2 separate regions of the Sus scrofa genome follow, and region 2 is linked to region 1. A link is a contact called in public HiChIP or PLAC-seq data. All regions are on one chromosome and are shown on one strand. Each heading gives the region's core, a stretch centred on a gene start, on an enhancer-like site or on the middle of the called end of the contact. The rest is flanking DNA. Distances are from core to core; before and after follow the strand shown.

Region 1 (3,541 bases), core at 666-3,165:
CCAGCAAAGCTTCTGCTAGTAAGGAGGAGCTAGGTGGGCGGCTGTGCGCCACAGTTTAAGAGAGTCAAAGATGGGGAGGAATCAGGCTGAGATCACTGGGAAGAAAGAATCTTGTGGCTTTAACTCCTCCTCCTACAAAGCTGCTCCTAGGCCTCTGGCCTTTCCCCCTCCTTCTTTCTCCCTCACTGCCCGCCCCTACCTATTGTCACAAACAAGCCCCAATAAGGCAGCTTTCCCACCTTCTCCAGCCCACCCGCCCTGAGCATTGCCAAATTAGGGCTTTGCATCCCAGCACCACCACTAGAAGCTCGTAAACACTCCTCCGCCCCTGAAGCTGTCTCCGCATTGCAGCAGTACCGTCCTACCGCACCTCCACGCGCAGCTTTCAGAGCTGGTTTCTGCACTGCGGGGCCTGCCTCGCCAAATCTCCCTGCCCCCGCCTGTCTTCACGTTCTCCACTCTGCGCTGCCGCCTGCAGCTTACATAAGGCCCGCGCACACATGCAGTGAATTCATCTTCTCCTTTAAGGAGGCTCCAGGCAGCAAGGCAAGCGAAATGCTACTAGAGGTCCTCCCCACACCCTTCCCCCGACCCCAGCTGTCAAATAGTCACGCCCTAAAACAAATCCAGCAGCAACAAATACCCTGTGACAAGTCGGAAAGGCGGCCAGATCTAAGCCTGCACAGAGAACTCCGTCCTAAGAAATTAAGAACACGTGGGAAGGGGGCACCTGAGCAAGTGCTTTAACCTCTCTGCTAGCGCCAACGCTTCATCTAATCTGCTGGGACAACCTGCCAGCCACAGTGAGCCGGCTAAAGCCAGCCAAAGTCATCAGACCTACTTTGCCAAGAGAAATGAAGGACAAACTGATTCGTGCTGAATCTTCCCAATTACTACCTAGACTGATTGACAATGTAGGTAATTGCTCCCTGCTTGGCTTGATTAGAATGTTCTATTCTGAAAACATTAAAAAAAATTTTCCCTGGGGCCATGGATAGTCCTAATTTCCTGCTGGCAAGAGCCAGTAGCACCAACATCTCCTCATCTCATCTCCAACAAGCCACAGCTACTCTCTTCTACTCCTAGGAGTCCCTCAAGTCTCCCACCAGGAAGCCCAGGACCTAAAAAAGTCTGTCCTCTACCTTCACAGGGACTCTCCTTGTCCCATAGAGTGAAAGGCCATCAAGCCCAGTTCACCAATCCATCTGCTGTGGTTAGAGGTAGACAGAGCCATAGAATATCTTTCTCGTGAGAACAAAGCATTTTGCAGGGTGTGATTTATCACCCTCAGAAGCAGGAAGAGGGAACTCCTTCCCATCAACATCATCTTGCCTGAGCTGGGCAATCCATGAAAGCCCCCTCTCCCTCTGTCCCCAATTATCACATGGGACTCCTATTGGCTATTAACAACTGTGCTCACAGGATCAACTTTGCAAAAATTAGTCCTAAATATTAGAATGGAAGAGGTATGGATTCCAGCTGGGGAGTGGGGGGAACTGATGCAGAAAATCAGGGCCATGGTAGGATGACCAACTACCCCAGTTTGTCCTGGGTTAAAGGGCAGACACAGGACTTTCAGCTGGGAAAGTCCCAGATAGTCTGGGACAAATCAGTCACCCAAGTTAGGGATAAAGAAGACTTTTTCTTGGAAACTTGAGTTCTGAACTAAAAGGAATTGTTTTCCTTTCCAAAGCATACAAGAGAGTGTTTGCTCCCTGAAGAGTGACAAGGAAGAGGACCTCTTCTCATGAACATTTTAGAAATTTGATAAACAGAAATTTGATTGAGAGCGTAAAGAGAACAGAGTCCTGGGAGAAGGTATTAAGAAATCTAATGGGCTAATAATGTTCGGGACATTTAATCTTCAGCTATGCCTTGTTTATGCCAGTTGGAGTGGCATAAGCCATAAAAAAGATTCCCTATCCATGATGGCAGGATGGCATCCCCCACTCCACCTCTAGCTGTACTCACTGCATCCCTCCCCCAACTTAAACCTAGAATAGTAACAGCAGTCTTCTGCATGGCATTTTTCAGGCATTGCATGTGGGTCTCTTGGAAGCAGGCAGCTGCAGCATAATGGAAAGGGGCTCAACCTAGAAGTCAGGACACCTGAGTTCTATTTTGCTCCTAGTCCTCTCTGACTCAATGACCTTGGGCAAGCACTTAACCTTCTCTCAACTATAAAAAGGAGAAAACATCCCTATTCCTGCATCTCCCTCCACTGTAGTGAGGATCAAATGAGGTGACATGGGCTCTCAGTGAACCTAAAAGAATTAGACCTTGATCAACAATTCCCAGTATGTCTTAAACATTCCAGGTTCACCCAATCTTTGCTGCAGCTTTGGGGAACCTCAGATCCATTCTATTTGGGGATTTTGGGTACATCATCTTTTTGGGCATCTTCTGGAGGTTTAAGTTAAATCTCTTTCCAGGCATGTTTTGACTGAAATTACCCTCTTTTAACAATTCTCCATTCAGATGGTCAGATCTTTAAAGTTAGGGGCCGTACGGAGGTCAGTCATAACCAGAGCCTAAAAGCCTAGGGCAACAACTGAGGTTGAGAAGGTCAGCTGACCCTGGAAGAATCCTCAGGGTTTGAATACCTAAGAGACCATCACTTGAAGACACTTGGTATGAGAATTAACTCTGCAACTTTCTACAAAATCACTCTAAGCACCCAGTTTATTATCAATAAACTGAATGTTTATTGTGGAGCAAGGGGGATGGAGGAAATGGTAAATATTCTGCCATCTTCATGGGACTGTGAGAATTAAATATTATGTCAATATTTGGTAAACTATAAAATGTAATACCATTTAAATGTGAAAGACCAAAGCAATGAACTTTTAAAATTGTGGTAAAATAAATATTTAAAAGTATATAATTTTAACCATTTTAGGTGTTCAATTCAGTGGCATTAATTACATTCACGATATCATGTAATGGTTACCACTATCTTTTTTCATAAATTTTTCATCACCCCAAACACAAACTTTGTACTCATTAAGGCAACAACTCCCCCTTCCCACATCCCTTCAGCCCCTGTTAACCTCTAAACTACTTTCTGGCTCTGTGAATATTTCTATTCTAGATATTTAATATAAATGAAATCATCCAATATCTGTCCTATTGCGCCTGGCTTATTTCACTTAACACATCATGATGTAGCATGTATCAGAATGTCATTCCTTTTTATGGTTGAATAATATTCCATTGTATTATATACATTTCATTTATCCATTCAATTGTTGCTGAATAATTGAGCTGTTTTAATTTTTTACCTATTATGAATAATGCTGTAGTGAGCATTGACATACAAATATCTGAACACTTGAGCTGTTTTAATTTTTCACCTATTATGAATAATGCTGCAGTGATCATTGACATACAAATATCTGTGTGGATACTTGTTTTCACTTCTTTCACAGAATATCATTGCTGGGTGATAGGGTAATTCTATGCTTAGCTCTTTGAGGAACCAACAAACTTTTCCACAGGGGCTGCTCCATTGTACATTCTCACCAGCAATATATGAGGGTTT
Region 2 (3,541 bases), core at 694-3,193, 160 kb after region 1:
ATGCGATGCCAAGAGACAGTGGTTTCAGTTTGGAATAGCAGACCACTGGGTCCTTGGCTTCCCCCTTCACTCTCCTGCAGTGACCTGCTTCATTCAGTCTTTTTCAGCACTGGACAGGAACATCTAGGTATTTAGAAGTGAAAAACAATGTTATGAATTGAGAATTTTAAGGATAGGAAATATCACTCGAGAATTACAATGAATCCCCTTTATCTTGGGATGGGTTTACATGGTTCTCAGTCATCTCTGGCTATTCTTGACTCAGCTCAGAAGAATTCTGATGCATTTCTCCTCCCCTATACTCATCCCACCCCACCCCTTTAATTAATTATTTAATTACTTAATTATTCTATCCCCATGGGACAGGGCCAAACTATTTCTTTCAAGTATGAGGAGATATGCTTCTTTCTACTTGGTTGTAGTTCATACTGCTGTCACCATAGTCACAGGAACCCTATTCAGGCCATTAGGCTTCCTGGGCTCGTTTGTTACTTTTGTAGCACTCCACCAAGGGAATTTTGCCCAAGACAGACATTTTCACCTCATTTCATTTCTCTCATCTTCTTCATGATTTTTAAGTTCCTAAAACCCTATTCTATCTCAGTCAGACATAAAAATCTGAGAATTCCCTCAGGGCCCAGCAGGTGATAAGGATCCATCATTGTCATTGCTGCGGCTCGGGTCACTGCTGTGCTTCAGGTTTGATATCTGGCCCAAGAGCTTCTCTATGCTGCAGGCATGGAAACGGAGGGACTCAAGTGGTTCTGATCAGCCCCACACCACATGTACGGCCAACACCTCTACAAGAAAATAAAAGAGCTTTTGAGTATTTGTCAATATCACCTGACAAAATAGCCCTCAGACTCCTCCTTAATGCAACTGTGATCCACTAAGGACTGAACGGGACAGTGGTGGTCCCTCTTCCTCTCTTAAATTTCCTCTGTTTCCCCTCCTATTTTGCTAATAGCTCATAAATTGATTAATTGGTCATATAAATCCAACTAGACTAAATTCCCAAAGGGCAAAAATATGCTTAATCATCTTTCTGTGTTTTCCCCAACAGCTAGGGCCATCCTAAGCACATCATGGCCTGAGAGCCACAGGTCACCTGATGCTCCTCCTGTTACATTACTGACCGCTCCCACTTCCTGACCTGCCCATTTCTCATCAGGACATCTGGACCTCAGCCTTCCCAAAAAAAGTTCCTCCACAGGTTCCATATTTGCTTAAATGTAAGCATATCTGTACCCTTCATATGACCTACCACTGTAGATTGATAGGGATTTATTTTGGACTCATCATAAATGCTTATATTATAAATATGATTTATCACGCAATGACATATCAATCCTATATTATTCTCTGGTAGTCATTTACCCTTTTATTGGTTCTGTGTCCCAAATAACATGGTAGTAAGAGCTCTGACTCTGAACTGACGTGGGTTAAAATCCTGGCTCCCCAACTTACAGTAGAATAGGTAAAATAATACAGCTATTTTACAGGATTGCCATGAGATTGCATAAGCTAGTGCACCTAGAATACAGTGCTGGCACAGAGGAAATCTCTCCTAGTGTCAGCTATACAACAATCCCCAAGTGGGCAAGGACCATCTTTCACTTCTTCATTACCTAAGCACTCAACAGGGGTTACAGGGGTTGGGCACACAACAAATATTTGAAACATACATGTTGACTGATTGGATAACTGCCCCAAAGTGACCACATCCTTCCAAGGCTGATAGAAAACAGTTCTGCCTAAGAATTCTGATGGAAATGCTTTGTTACAGCTGCTGTTTAGAATCAGATTTTGGAACATCATCTGCTACTCCCCTCTGCTGTCTCCAGAGTTACATCACATTTTCCTTTAAAATAAGAACGAATTCCCCGGAGCTGTTCCAGTTGCTAAAGGCAACATGGCTGCAGCAATGAGTCAGCAGCTCACCCCGCAGCCGGCTGCTCAAGCTTGGCCTCGGCGGCTGTGCTCAGCATGTCCTGCAGTGGCCACGGCCAAGCCCCCACAAACTCGGCAGCATCCCACCCAGGGCCCTGTCGCTGTCTGGGGTGCCTGCCTCATGACAGCTTGAAACATTCACAGCCTGATACTGCTGAGTGTGCACAAGAGTTGCTTCATTTCAGCTGCCTGGTCTCCAAAGCTTAGAATTAAGGAATCAGAGCACGTTCCTGCCAAACAAAATTTTCAACAGGGCAGCCTGGTGACCATCTGGATACCAGGAGCAAAGCAAACAGAAAGCTTGCATCCCTCAGTCTGAAAAATTTACTTTTCACTACTGACACTGCCTGGCCAAACCTTAAGCAGGGAAAGGGAGCACTTTGAGCTGGGCACCTCTGAAAACCCCTTAGGGCCTGCATTTGCTTGTCTGACCTGAACACAGAATCTATTTCCTTTTGGCAAGTCAGTGAGATACTTGAGAGCAAAGACTGTGTAGGACTTCAATGCACCTCCAATGCATAATCTGTGTTCAATAGGTAATTAATATTTATAGAGTTCCCTAGTGGCTCAGTGAGTTAAGGATCAGCATTTTTCACTGCTGAGGCTTTGATTACTGCTGTGATGAGGGTGTGTTCCCTGGCCCAGGAACTTCCACATGCTGTGGATAGAACCAAAACCAAAAATGTGATGACTGATGATGGCTGATGAACTGCCAAGCCTATTAAGGAGGGGTGTAATATTGCAGTCCCCACCCGCACCCCTCTTGTTCTCTGCCACGTCTCCCCTCTTCTCACCTCTGCCAAATATTTCCAATGCCCCACTAGCAAAGAATAGCTCACCCTCTCTCCTCATGGGAACTTGGTTTATTGAAGTTGTCCCCTAGAAGCCAGAAGATATGAGTTTTGTTAGTTATGCTTCTGAAGGAAGGACCTTGGTTCCCAGAAGGGTGAAGGAGGCATGGCTTTTTCCACTGGTTGTGGTCATTATAAGCTTTCGTGATTAAAATGGAAAGCAAAGTGAGGGGGTGTTCTCAGTCCCCAAGAATGCATATGTCTATCCTGCCTTGACTGAAAGAAAGCCTGCCTCTCTCTCTCACACACACACATATACATTCTCTTAAACCTTAGCAATTAACTATTACTGCTAATCAAAGTGAGACTGAGGAGCAAAGATCAAAACCTTCCCAAAGTCACACAGCCAGTTAGCATCCTTACCAGGTTCCTGAATTCCAATCCAGTGATCTTTTCATATTATTATGAGATTATTTTGTTTTATTTTCTGGTTTATTTGCTTGCTTTTTTCTGTTTAATACGTCATCAAAGGAGACCCAAGTTCAGGTTTTTCTTCTCTGAAAAACTAGCATTTCCTGGGTGGAGCCCGGTTCCTCCAGGTAAGGGATTTTCCCAGAGCCCGGTTCCTCCAGGTAAGGGATTTTCCCAGAGTCCTGCCTCCCTTAGATTACAGCTAAGTGTTTCATCTTGGGGTGGGAGAGGGTGGATTCACTGAGTTTTTAAATGTTCCTTGTCTCACCCAACATGACAGGACAATTCGGACCCCTCACCTGCCCACATGATAAGTGATAAGAATTCTT

What was found. HiChIP or PLAC-seq counts read pairs in DNA pulled down with a chosen protein or histone mark.
Region 2: a contact with region 1 is called in an H3K27ac HiChIP or PLAC-seq map of skeletal muscle. The contact joins the enhancer-like site here to the promoter of LOC106510102 in region 1. A contact is called at or near these places in 18 of 47 Hi-C or Micro-C datasets (alveolar macrophages, blood, brain and 11 more) and 1 of 2 datasets of contacts at active chromatin or transcription factors (skeletal muscle).

Annotation. Positions count from the first base shown.
Region 1 is chr4:82,385,466-82,389,006 of Sscrofa11.1, forward strand. It overlaps LOC106510102, which reads right to left and starts at 1,916. Exons shown (of 9, transcript XR_002343354.1): 1 at 371-1,916.
Region 2 is chr4:82,545,473-82,549,013 of Sscrofa11.1, forward strand. All of the region lies in intron 4 of LOC106510109 (a long non-coding RNA gene), which reads right to left. Among named protein-coding and RNA genes, the nearest start is that of XCL1, 110 kb to the left of the region's middle. Within about 2 kb of position 1,944, at least 37 of the 83 cell types and tissues checked have an H3K27ac peak or open chromatin away from gene starts, as enhancers often do. A contact at or near this core is called in brain, fetal skeletal muscle, retroperitoneal adipose tissue and 2 more, where this site is marked.